Regions from separate parts of the Mus musculus genome. Here all the other regions are linked to region 2. A link is a contact called in public HiChIP or PLAC-seq and Micro-C data. All regions are on one chromosome and are shown on one strand. The core of a region is the stretch at or near the end of the contact, and the rest is flanking DNA. Distances in the headings are between cores, read along the strand shown.

The links. Hi-C and Micro-C count contacts between places; a contact is called where the count stands out from the background. HiChIP or PLAC-seq counts read pairs in DNA pulled down with a chosen protein or histone mark.
Region 1: a contact with region 2 is called in a Micro-C map of the G1E-ER4 cell line. The contact joins two enhancer-like sites. A contact is called at or near these places in 2 of 39 promoter capture datasets (both in the C10 cell line), 1 of 15 datasets of contacts at CTCF or cohesin (the NIH/3T3 cell line), 6 of 484 Hi-C or Micro-C datasets (the Ba/F3 cell line, the G1E-ER4 cell line, the HL-1 cell line and 3 more), 8 of 115 datasets of contacts at active chromatin or transcription factors (the 230-238 cell line, CD8 T cells, bone marrow-derived dendritic cells and 4 more) and 2 of 9 other capture datasets (adipose tissue and pancreatic islet).
Region 3: an H3K27ac HiChIP or PLAC-seq map of regulatory T cells shows a contact between it and region 2, with 6 times the contacts expected there. The contact joins two enhancer-like sites. A contact is called at or near these places in 1 of 39 promoter capture datasets (pre-B cells), 2 of 484 Hi-C or Micro-C datasets (the G1E-ER4 cell line and embryonic stem cells), 1 of 115 datasets of contacts at active chromatin or transcription factors (regulatory T cells) and 2 of 9 other capture datasets (adipose tissue and liver).

The regions. Positions count from the first base shown.
Region 1 is chr1:88,285,466-88,289,869 of GRCm38.p6, forward strand. No RefSeq gene overlaps it. Among named protein-coding and RNA genes, the nearest start is that of Hjurp, 10 kb to the left of the region's middle. Within about 2 kb of position 2,201, at least 19 of the 459 cell types and tissues checked have an H3K27ac peak or open chromatin away from gene starts, as enhancers often do. A contact at or near this core is called in the G1E-ER4 cell line, where this site is marked.
Region 2 is chr1:87,932,558-87,936,644 of GRCm38.p6, forward strand. Dgkd (diacylglycerol kinase, delta) reads left to right here. Exons shown (of 30, transcript NM_177646.3): 20 at 1,549-1,645; 21 at 1,837-1,944; 22 at 2,781-2,894; 23 at 3,727-3,861. Among named protein-coding and RNA genes, the nearest start is that of Usp40, 74 kb to the right of the region's middle. Within about 2 kb of position 2,669, at least 63 of the 459 cell types and tissues checked have an H3K27ac peak or open chromatin away from gene starts, as enhancers often do. A contact at or near this core is called in the G1E-ER4 cell line and regulatory T cells, where this site is marked.
Region 3 is chr1:87,605,769-87,609,621 of GRCm38.p6, forward strand. No RefSeq gene overlaps it. Among named protein-coding and RNA genes, the nearest start is that of Inpp5d, 13 kb to the right of the region's middle. Within about 2 kb of position 2,048, at least 121 of the 459 cell types and tissues checked have an H3K27ac peak or open chromatin away from gene starts, as enhancers often do. A contact at or near this core is called in regulatory T cells, where this site is marked.

The DNA.
Region 1 (4,404 bases), core at 951-3,450, 350 kb after region 2:
AGACAGCCCAGTGTGGGTGATGGGGACAGAACTGGATCCTCTTCAAGAGCAGTGCCTCTTAACCACTGACCCATCTCTCTAGCCTCAGTACATTTTAAATTTTAAAGTTGAAATAAAAACGGATTTGGTACAGCCTAGATTGATTAAGTCTTTATAAAGCCATAACACTATCATTTTTGCATCTTACCCCCTTTTTTTATTGTAAGAGGGGAGTCCATGAAGGCAAAAATAATGGTGTGAGTCACAGTGTGGCCCCTGGAGTCTTTCATCAAAGGATAACACTCTTCAGAGTTGCTGAGTTACACAGTTGCCTCCGGCACACGGTTATTCTAGTTTATTAAAAAGATTGCTTTTTCTTCCTGTCTTACTAGACCTTTGATCTAGTCAACCACCTGCCAGCTACTGCTGCATTTGTCAGTATGTCTGTCCCGTGTGTTTGTCCTGTTTCACGCCTTTGTGTGTCTAGTGTTAAGAATTAGCGTTTTTAGCTTTCCAGTGCTAACCAGCCCTGCAGTATCCTACTTTGCCTTTTTCTGACATTGGGTTTTATTTTCATTAATCATCAAAGGAAATACTGAAAAGAACACAATCGGTTTGGTGTGAGCTTCTGTGTGTCCTTGTAAACACAGCTTCTGTTCTTGGTGCCTAAATTCTTGTGAATCAGCATTGACAGGCAGGCAAGCAGACAAACACATGAACAATGAGAGCAGGCAGACACACGTGAAAAGCAAGAACAGGAGATTCACAAGAGAATCAAGGAGCATGAAGGCATTCGGGTAATGGACAATGTAGGTTAAAATAGGGGGTTCCAGATCAGTCCACACACTACTACATGAAGCCCCAGATGGGACCCCAAGCACAGCACAATCCATGTGTTGCACACCAGTGGAAGCACTCCTGTACTTCTACTACTTAGAAGGCAGAGGCAGAAGAAGGATCAGGAGTTCAAGGCCATCCTCTGCTACACAGCAAGTTCACAGGCTAGCCCAGAATACGAGAGGCTTCGACTTAAGAAAGAGACACACATGTGCAAAAGCTAGTTCACTATTCAACCCCAAAGTGTCACAGAGCAAATCCCATGCTGGGAAGCACGCGATGAGAGAGAAGCATGCGCTGCCAGGCATGCTAGGCGTGTGAGAAGATCTACGCATCACCTGGATGGGCACGTGATGGCTGGTAGTGCCAGTGATGCCCTGCAGACTACGGGGTGCTCTCATTCTTTACACCAGGAAAGCTGGCTAGCACCACGGGAGGAGAAAACAGAAGAAGATGAAGAGAGAGATGCATGGTGGGAAAATTTCCTGGGTCTCCTAAAGTGGGAAGGTTTCTCAAAAGAACGACACGCAGCTAGAGAGAATCCGGTGCAACTCTTGGCTGAGCCCTCAGCAGATGGGGAGAGGAGAGTGAACAGCAGAAGAAAGAAAAGGTAGAAAATCCTGCTAGGGGCCTGGAGCCAAAGAGGATCATGGGAGCTATAAACTCTAGTGCAGAACTCACAATTTTGATGCTTGGATAAACCCTGATGAGGGTGACCTGTTCACTGTCAAGGAAGACCGTGCCAAATGCCTGCAGGCTGTGGTGCCCTTCCGACCCGCCCCACGAGTCGATGAGGACCTCTAAGACAGTAGCGTCAACCCTCCCGAAAGTCAGTGAGCCCCTGCTGCCTCAGCCACAGGTTTCAAGGGAGAAGTGAAGGAGCATTGCGTGTGGTGCTAGCATTTGGAAGGTGCCTTCTGAGTGGCCAGCATAGTTCCCGGGGCCTGCAGCAGGGTAAGTGCTTTAAGCCATTCCCGGCTGTAGGGTTTGCACACTCATCCCAAGGAAGGGCAGAGGAAAGCATTTTTTAGGATATCCACTCTGGTCTGGATGAGAAAGGCAAAGGGTCTTCTAGGTCAAGACCGCAGACCTTGGAGTGTGAGAGAGAGCAAAACAAACAAACAAACAAACAACCCAGTCTTCCTCCCCTCAGAGTCAATGCTGAGTGTTTATAGCATAGCACAAGTGAATTTGGGGGCCGCCATTGGTATTATCTGGGGTGAGGATGAAGTGGCTGGGAGGACAGAAGATGGCTAGAGTGATTCAGTTAACATTTGGAGCCAGATTGGAGAAATGATGAAACAGCTAGCTAATCATTTATTTGACTGTCCAGATATGCTACCTTTTTGAGAAATTTTATTGGCTGAAACTAGAGAGTGATTAAGAGTGTCGGTTTCTCTTCCAGAGGACCCAAGTCTGATTTCAGTTTCCATTTCAGTTGAATATTCACCCCATGTAGCTCCAATTCGAAGAGTTCTTGTGCCCTCTTGTGGCCTCCATGGGCACTGCATGCAAGGGCTCATACCCTGCAGAGACACACATAATTAAAAATAAAATAAACCTATTTATTGGCACGGTAAAAGCAAACCATAAGGACTGCTTCAAAGCTGCGAATGCCTGAAAACTTCAACAAGTGTTCTCTCCCCGAGTTCAGCAGCATGAGGTCTCAAAAGACAGCACTGGTTCCCCGGTGACCAAGGCTGCCATGTTGGAGCTGGAGATTGACTCAAGGGAAAGTCATTCTCTGGACAGTGCACATAGACAGACATGTCCTAGAGATGCTAATTCTCAAATGGCCAAAAGGCCCCGCCTTTCAGTTATGGTGTTATAAGTATCCATTTGCCCATTAGAGCCATTCACTGAAGAACTGTGGGAAAGCCCAATGGGGCAAAGCAGGCAGAAGTGGGCCTGTGCTCTTAGGCAGGAACTCCTGTGGACCTTTGCCTTTTGCACTTTGAACTCTGCAGTCATTAATGCTGGAGTTTAGTCGATGACAAAACAAGCCTTATCAAGTCAGCCTAAGAGTTGGCTGACCCCCAGGAACATTGGTCTCAAGTGGTTAACTCCCCTATCAGGGTAGTGATCCCTTTGCAAACAGAAAAGCAGATATTTCATATTAACCAGTGCCAGCAATCAGTGTCCTCCATGGTTTCTGCCTTCACTTTCTGGTTTGAGCTCCTACTCTGACTTTTATTTTAGGATGGACCAAGACCTGTAAGCTGAAACAAACCCTTTCCTCCTCTTAAGTTGCTAGTGGTCATGGTGTTTGTCATAGCAACAAACACCAGGCTAGAACAGCTGTTCTCACTGCTTTCGCCATCCCTCAGCCTCTCATATATTCATCTGTTTGCTTATGGTCATCCCCTCCTCAACCCTACCCCACCCCTGAAAAGAATGGCCAGGAAGCCCCTTCTCTTTCTGTGCCTTCCTGCTTTGAATGGTGTCTGGTGTAGGGGTAGAAACAGTGATATTTCCTCAATGAACAAATGAATGCAAACAATATATTATGGGCTGTTCTAAAATAGGATTGTAAGTCTTGGAAATACATCTGACATTAAAATGCTCACGAAACATTAAAGTAGGACAGAGAAGATGTGAAATACACAGGCGTGAGTGGCCTGCTTTTAGAACATGTGCCCATGTGGCTCTTTCTTCTCCTGGGGCACGCACTGTGGCTGTAACTTTTGCAGTTGAAGGTGTTATGACCATATCAGTGTAAACTTCTATTTCTTCACAATGCTGTGGATGGCAGATTTGTCTTTCTTCTGTTAAGTCTTAGCAACATCATCCATACAACTTTTTTCTCATTAAGTCAAGAACCTTTGCTTTTGTTTTTGTTTTTTTTTTTAATGTATAACTTCTCTATGACAAGATTCAATTATCTGCATCACTGCTTTTTGTGGTCTGGTGCTGTGATTAAGTCAAAGAAGAGTAGCTTGAATGTAAGCCCTACAACATTGGTGAGACAACCAGGATGGGTACCAACAGGGCTAGCGGGAGGGTAGCATATACAGTTCAGATACACTGGACAGAGAGGTTTGTGTCCTTAGCAGGATGGATGGGGGTGGCATGGCTTCATCACACTGCTTAGCCCAGCATGTGATTTAAAATGTTCAAATTGTTTACTTTTTGAAGTTTTCCACGGTAGTTCCTTCCTCCAGCATGGAGTTAAAGGTGGAAGCTTAAGTGTATTTCTGGGTTCTCTCCATATCTATCTATCTATCTATCTATCTATCTATCTATCTATCTACCTACCTACCTACCTACCTACCTACCTATTTACCTACCTACTTATTGTCTATTCATCTGTCTGTCTGCCTATTTCCTACCTATCTATCTATTTGAGGATAATTCATTAGAGTGATTGTGATGTGTTTATACAGAGCATCTACAAGCTTTAGACCCTGGGTTCTTGAGCGCAGTCTAGAAGTCCCAAAGCCTCAGAACTGGGGAAGCCAATAGTGGGGCTCTCAGTCCAGATTAGAGGCTAATGGACCAGAGGGTCAGTTAGTGAAAGTCCTGAAGTCAAATCTAGAAATCCTGGACTTCTGTTCCCAGAGCAAGAAGAGAAGGATATTCTTGGACAGA
Region 2 (4,087 bases), core at 1,419-3,918:
AGGCCATGGAGGGATGTTCTTTACTGGCTTGCTTCCCCTGGCTTGCTCAGCCTGCTCTCTTATAGAACCAAGACTACCAGCCCAGAGATGGTCCCGCCCACAAGGGGCTCTCCCCTGTTGATCACTAATTGAGAAAATGCCTTACAGTTGGATCTCATGGAGGCATTTCCACAACTGAAGCTCCTTTCTCTGTGATAACTCCAGCTGTGTCAGGTTGACACAAAACTACACCACCTTAGGTGTCAAGTGGTCCTTGTTTTACATCTTGTTTTGAGACAGTCTTCTATTTTTCACTGCTGTATTCCTGGCTGACTGACTCATGGGGTTCTGGGGATTCTCCGGTTCTGCTTCCCATTAAGCCATGGCCCTGGGATTTCAGATATGCTCTATCGCATCCAGGTGTACATGGGTTATGGAGATTCAAACCCCAGTCCTTATGCTTGCATAGAAAGCACTTTATCCACTAGTCATCTCCCTATAATTTTATAGCCACAAGTCATGATATATAATTTTTTTTCTGAGCGTCACTTACTTCCTTTTCAGAGTGTGATTGCTTTCTTGGCAAAGTGTCAGTTTGTAGCATACTTCATCATTGCTAAATTTACTCTTCTTACATGTCTGAGAAGCCCAGACTGTTTTGCTCCAGTGTCCTGCTGTACACAGTTGCTGAGTCCCTGTGGGTTAAAAATGGTGTCTGGTTTGCCACAGGGCTATGGCTGCTTGTCAGTGGGTGTCAGGCTGCCGCACAACCCTGCTCCGGGGGTGGGGAAGTGCAGTCTGAGGTCCCTGGGGAACTGCCGGAGTTGGCTCGGGTGTCCTGGCCCACACAGAGGACAAGGACAACAGATTCTCAGACTCTTGGACACTGAAGATGCAGCTTGATGTTGTGGAAGAGCTGAGAACTGAGTAGGGGTTGGAGGGGCTGGCGCTAGCCTGGGGCGAAGGGAAAAGGGCAGGAGGAGAGCTCTGGATGGTTCCTGAGGGGAGAGTGTCCTAGGCTTGGTCAGGGCAGGTTGGCTGTGTGTCTGAAAATGTAGAGAGGCTTCCTGCATTAGATTAGGCATGGCTCTTTAGAGGAAGACCTGCTCCATTGTTCCCCACAGCAGGTCCCAGTGAGAAGAGGCAGTCCATGGTTTTAAAGCATTTATTGTTATGGTGGAGAGTTGTGACCAGTGAAACTTTCTCAGGGTGGGCCTAAGGTTAAATACCTTTTGCAGGGAGGAGTATCTGGGAAGGAGAGCTTGATTGGCTAAGCCCCTCAGGCCTTTAGGTACCTCATTTAAATGGAGCTCTGTCTTGAGGCTATGTGATCTATGGGTCAGGTTGATGGTCACATAATTATGGAGAGCTAAGGCCTCATATCAGGACCCTGGTGTCTAGAAGTGTGGCAGACAAGCGACTTCTGTCCCTTGCTGGGTATCTGGGGTTTAAATCTAGCTCAATTAGAAACCAGGCTGCCTTTTGAGGTCGCACAAGTCCCCAGGCTTCATAACAGTAACTCAGGTTATTGTAAGAGAGCCCTGTCCAAGGTGGCACTTCTGTTTCTAGGAGTAGGACTAAGAACATGATGTGGTATGGTGTCCTTGGCACCAAAGAGCTGCTGCACAGAACCTACAGGAACCTGGAACAAAAGGTCCTGCTGGAGGTGAGTGGTAGCCTCCTGGCCTGGTGGGTGACCTCCCAACCTTGGTTAGAGATGAGTTCTACTGAGCCTTGCCTGATCGTCCCTGAGGAGCCTTGCCTTGCCACAGGCCCAGCATATTAAATTGGTGCTAGGAAGAACTGGCACATACTGAGTACTGCTCTTTTCTCTCCATCTGCCTTTCTGCGGCGCAGTGTGATGGCCGCCCTATTCCCCTCCCGAGTCTTCAAGGAATTGCTGTCCTCAACATTCCCAGCTATGCTGGAGGGACCAACTTCTGGGGGGGCACCAAGGAAGATGATGTACGTATGGGGTTTGAGGTGGGTGGGCTGGGCTTAGCAAGGTCAGTGAGGCATGACTAGATGGGATATCTCCTTGGTCCTAACAGTGGGCATGGTGGAGGACCAGATAGACAGGTTCCCTCACCAATCGGCCTGGTGTCTAGAAGGCAGGTCTAGCACAAGATCAAGTGAGAAGCAGCTGAGACTTGAAGGAGAACTTAAATTGTCCGAATTGGCAGGCACTAGATGGAGAGTATCCTGTTTTGGCAGAAGAAAGGAGATGTGGAAGCTCAGAAGCAAGAAGGGGCAAAGTATATAGAGAACAGTTCCCCAAGTGCAGTGTGGAATATGTGCATGGAGGAGGGAGATGCCTGTAGGGCCTGCATTGTATGAGGCAGTAGAAGCCAAAGGCAGGAGTCTGGAGTTTATGTCAAGAACATAGGAAGATATTGACGGGCTTTAACCAAGGTTTGCATGTAATTAAAAAGCCAGCTTGGCACTTACTGCAGACTTATTTGTAGGCCACTGTTCTAAGTACCTGGAACCTGTTTGCACGTTCATTTTATATACCTCCCCCTCCTAAGGAGCAAGCAGTGTCATCTCCCTCTGAAGGACGGAGGACATGACTAACTTGCCTGAGGGCTCATGTCTAATAAATAGCACGTTTGAGGGCTAGTCTCAGGCATTGGGCTTCTGGGTAACAGATACCCAACCCTGCACTTCATTTACCACCATCACTGTACCATGTGTGGGTGTGGGCTTGTCTGTCTCACCAGAACCCCCAGAACAGGAAGCAGAGCAAGAGGGAGACGCGTTTGGGGAAGTGAGGCAGACAGCTTTCATGCTGGCCCTTTCAGACTTTTGCAGCTCCATCATTCGATGATAAGATTCTGGAGGTGGTTGCTGTGTTCGGCAGCATGCAGATGGCTGTGTCTCGTGTAATTAAGCTACAGCATCATCGGATTGCCCAGGTACTGGCCATGCTGTTCGATAGGTCTAGCCCACCCCCTTCTAGGACTCATCCCTGTTTGGAGAGGCAGGGTTTGGCCTAGGATGCTTGGATTTGCTCACAGTAGAGACCCAAGAGAGATGCCTAACTAGGACCTTAGAGGCAGCCCCACTCTGCCTCCCTCTCCCACTGAGTGCTCTGAGTCTTGCTGAGGTAGAAAAGGCCCAGATGAGCCTGGTCTGCTGCAAGAAGCAGTGCACCTTGGACATGGATCTGTCTGTGGCGATGACTAAGCCCACCGGGGCTTGACAGACAGCTCTGAGGTTAGCTAGAGAGGGCAGTTAGGTCAGGGCTCTTGGCTTTAATTCTGACAGCACTGAAGAGCTGGTACAGGTCCACCCACTTTGGGGGTGCAGGGAAGGAGTAACTGTACATACAGTGCAGTGCTGATAAGATCTGTTGGGTCTTCCTGCATTCTCTTGGTCCCCAACACTCAGCTGTTTAAAGTTTACCTTTTTGTTTTTGTGCACATTTTTGTAAAGAGTTGCAGAAGCTTTATCATCTGATGTTAGATTTTGCTCTGCCCAGGGATGTTTACATCTGGCAAGGACCATGACTCTTTGACCCCTTTAGCCTGATATCCGTATCTGTACCCAAGATCTTCTGGTTATACCTATCCCAGATGTGTGGGGAGGGAACAGTAGGGGCAGAGGGGGCAACAGAGCAGAGGCTAGAAAAGGAGGCCAAGTAAATGGCTGTGGGTAAGGAGTGGGAGTGCAGACACTCAGAGCAGCAAGGCCTGTGGGTGCTTTAAATCTCCTGGCACGGGAATAACAGTCTGGCATCTGTTTAAGTGTCGCACAGTGAAGATCTCCATCCTGGGGGATGAAGGCGTGCCTGTGCAGGTGGATGGGGAAGCCTGGATCCAGCCACCTGGGTACATTCGGATCGTGCACAAGAACAGGGCGCAGACATTGACCAGAGACAGGGTAAGAGCAATTGCCATCGAGGCCTGGTGGGGTCTGGGTTACCAGTGGCTTACTCATGGGCTCACCTGTACATTCATAAAAGAGGCAAAAGGGTTTCATCTTTGTTCTTGGATTTCTCTTCACCATACAGAGATTAGCTGACATAGTGGTGTGCCCTGTAGTCTCAATAATCTAGAGGCAGGAGACCAGTTAAGGTTATATAGTGAGACATGTTCTAAAAGGCACA
Region 3 (3,853 bases), core at 798-3,297, 330 kb before region 2:
AAGCTTTCAGGGTCTCTGGCTAGGCTGTGACAGAGTGGGTTGAGAGCTACAAGGTGGCCTGGTAGGCGGAGAAGTTTTTGGTCAGACCATAGGAGAGGGTAAGGCAGGTACAGGTAGGAAGTGATTACATTGTAACAGTCGCCAAGTGAGGACAATTAGACCCAAAGTGTCAGCTAAGCTAAGAGATGGGTTGATGGCTAGGCAAGAAGGTATGCTGTTGACCCCAGGGAGAAGCCCAGGGCCTGCCCTGCAGGTTTTTATTGAGCTGGTCTGGCTGGAAGCCTTTCATATTTATAGCCGAAGCTGAGAACCTGTGGCAGGGAGGGATTTTAAGGATAGGAACCATCACGCTTGCTCTCACAAGATGAAGGGGATGAGTGGGTGGGGAGGAGAGGAGAAAAGCCAGGACCATGAGAGATTTGAGAGCCAGTCCCAACTTGGTAGTAAGGTGACCTTGGAGGAGCAGAGTGTGTGAGAATAAAGGCAGATGCAGAGGAGGGTGGTCTGGGAGATCTGCTCTTCTTTGTGGGCAGTGAGGTGAAGAATTTTAAAGTCTGATGAATCTGGAAGTGAGCTGGGTAGAGCAGCATGAATACAGGAGATAGGGAACGGAGGAGGTTGGTGCTCAGCGGAGGCCTAGAAGTCCCTGGCTACCACATTGTTTGGACACATAACATGGGTTATTCTAGGGCTGGGGCTGCCTGTTTTTTTGTGTTTCTCTGGAGTTCAGGGAGTCTGGCTGGAATATTTCAGACAGAGATGGCAGAAAGGGGCTCTGAGGATGTCCAGGATCTGAAACACAAATGGGGTTGTGGACATTAAGAGTGAGGGAGACTGGGTGTGTAGAAGTGAAGACTGGGAGAAGGTGGGGGTGGAGCAGAGGCTGGGGACTGGCCAGAGGAGTGGAGCAGGATTTGGAGGCCATAATTTTGCTTGCCTGTGTTCTACAATTATAGCTACCATCAATAGAACTGGCTAAAGATTCAAGACTCAGGCATAGAGTAAAGGGGACTCCTGTCTGGTCCCTGTAAGGGAAGGAAATACCAAAGAGGGACAGTAGTGGTTTCCTAAGTCATTGAAGTCACAGGATATAATAGTCTGAGCTATGGGGAGCTTTGGGAGTTTGCAGACAGGAGAGGATTCTGGGAGAATGAAACCTTTGAGTAAAGGAATCGCAGAGTCTAGCAGTAAAGTTCTGATTATCTAATTCAAGGCTTACAGCACACAGTCCCATTCTGAGATCCTCAGATATGAGCTAGGAGCTCTGGTGTGCTGCTAATTTGCAGGTTGGTTAATCTCTCTGGTTCTCACTTTCTCAGGCGTGAAGTTGGAGGTTATGTCTGCCTTGAGGAGTATCTGTGTGGCCCGGACGAGGTAACTCATACATAAATGTTAGTGCAGTGCTTGCACCTAGAGGCAATCTATCGCTACAGTCCAGGTATTGTTAAGGGGTGAATTGTGGTGACTCCCAAAGTGACTGTCTCTGGAGATGGTGCTTTTAAGTAGCAACTAAAGTCGAACGAAGTCAGAAAGGTGGTAGGTTCAAAGGAAAGTATGGAAGGTAGCCGCCTGCCAGTCAGGAAGACAGCCCTCAGCAGAAGCAGCAATGTCAGAACCTTGATTGTGGATGCCCACCCTTTAAATGACAAGAAATAAATACCTGTTGTTGCGTTGTTGGAGTCACCGTCCATGATATTCTGTTGTGGGGCGTGATCTAAGACAAGTGCCCACAACGTGACAGTGTGGTGGTTAAGTGGGAAGAGGAGCCTGTAGCGGGGCAAGCGCTCTAGAGGCGTGGCTTATTGTAGAGGCTCAGGAGGTGGGGCAAAGAAGATGGACAGCATTCAGCAGGTGTCAGAAAAGGCTTATGGCCCAGGGTGAGGCAGCAGCCGGTCCCACAAAAGTGGAAAGCCATTTCAGAAACATTTTTTTTTAAACCAGGGTGTAACCCCGGAAACTCAAAGTCGGCTGAGGGTAGGGCGGGTGGCATAGGAGGAAGACGGGGCTGGGGAGAAGATTCTGGAACCCACAGTGAGGGTTTTTGGCAGATCAGTGAAGATAGCTGCTGGCTGAGGAAGCATAGAGGAAGAGGTAAAAAGTCTGAAGCAGGGAGCAGCTGACACGTAATCACCACAGAAAGCGGGTAGCTGTTGGCAGAAAAGGCGTTTAGGAAGCGCGGCCGCGGGCCCTGCCAAGGGAGGCTGTCGTGATTCACGCTTGGGAAGTGCTGGAGACCAGAACACAGGTTGGAGGAGGTCCAGGCATGGCACAGTGCAGTAAGTAGCCTGGCAACTGTGGTGGGCTGACCCTCTGGTCTGGGGCTTGACTCAGGGAATGGAGTCCCAGGGTGGAAAAAAAAAGATGAATTAGGAATCTGCCACCAGACTGAGCGTCTTCAGAGCGTTCTTCTGGGATGGTTATTTCAAATTGGTTTGTTGTTGTTGTTTTATTGGTTGGTTGGTTGGTTTTGTGTGTGGTTTTTTGGTTCTTGAGGTTTTTGTTTTTTTGTTTTTTTTGTCTTTTGTCTCTTTCATTTACTACTGTATCATTACTATTATGCCCTGTCCCTAAGAGTCCTGGCGACACTGGCTCAAGTTCTTACTCAATTCTTCCTACCCACTTGATCCCACCCATATCTTGTCACTGCCTGGTTTTCTGTCACAGCCAGGTTTCCCGTTTTCAACTATGCCATGAAGCACGGATCAAGACATCATGAGTTCTTTGTCCTCTTGGGAAATGGAGTCTGTTCCTGTTGCTGGCTTTATTTGAAAAGGGACGAGCTGGTCTTGATTGACACCTGAATGTTGTTCAGGCTTGGGGAGGCCAGAGGTCAAGGCGCCCCCTGGCGGTGGAAACTGCAAGGCTCAGGCCCTAACCTAGGGTTGTAGAAGCTGCGGGTAAGCTGTGTACTTGTAAGATGCTATCCTCCTTCAAAGCAAGGTTGTTAACCAGAGGTGATTCTTAGTGATGCTGGCTACACCCTGTGCCAGCATTCTGTGGCACCATTGGGTGCCAGGAGTCTACCCAATCCTGTGCTGGCCAAGGCACTGCCCTCCGGGCACTGATCATCTGAGTCACACAGGATTTCTATCTTATCCTAAACAACCCCCCAGGCCAGCCATGCTTCACTGCCTCTCACCCTTCAGCAGAGATGTCTTCCCCACTTTCCTGAGATACAGTGTGATTCAGATGGGCCAAATGTTACAAGGCTGGCCTTCAGACTCTGGCCCTGGTCCTGTGTATGATTCCATGTCTGATCTGAACTGCTGCAATAGAGTTTTCAGAGATACGGAGGAGAGATAGGATGAACTGAGGCTACCATCGTTCCATCCTCAAGGCAAGCCTGTTCCCAGGAAGCCAGCCAAGTGCTCTAAGACCAGTTGCAACGAACTTTGCAAGCTTGAAGGAAACCTGTGTCTGCTGAAGCCTGATGCTAGGACTTGCAAAGACCACCTTAAGGATGTGGTCCAAAGCCTGGTGTAGGACTTGTAAAGACCACCCTGAGGATCTCGTCCAGAAGCAGAAATGCAAATGGAACTGAGAAGCGAGATGATAGTCCAACGGAGCAGTGCCCTAACTGAGGCAACTTAGAGGAGATGTGGCAGCTAGAAGGAGCAGAGAGAAGACTGGATGGAGAGAGAAATGAGCAAGGGGAGTGGATAGACAGGAAAGAGCGCAGGGGCCAGATGGGAAGAGAGCCTTCCCAGCTCACAACCACAGCTACCGTCCTCCTCATGAGTATCCTTGATCTTTGACTTGGAAGAAGTCGATGCAGTCCTATGATGCAAATGAAGTTCCATGGACCTAGAAGGTGTGGCCTGCTGCTGTGGCAGCTGTGTAATGTCTGCTGGTG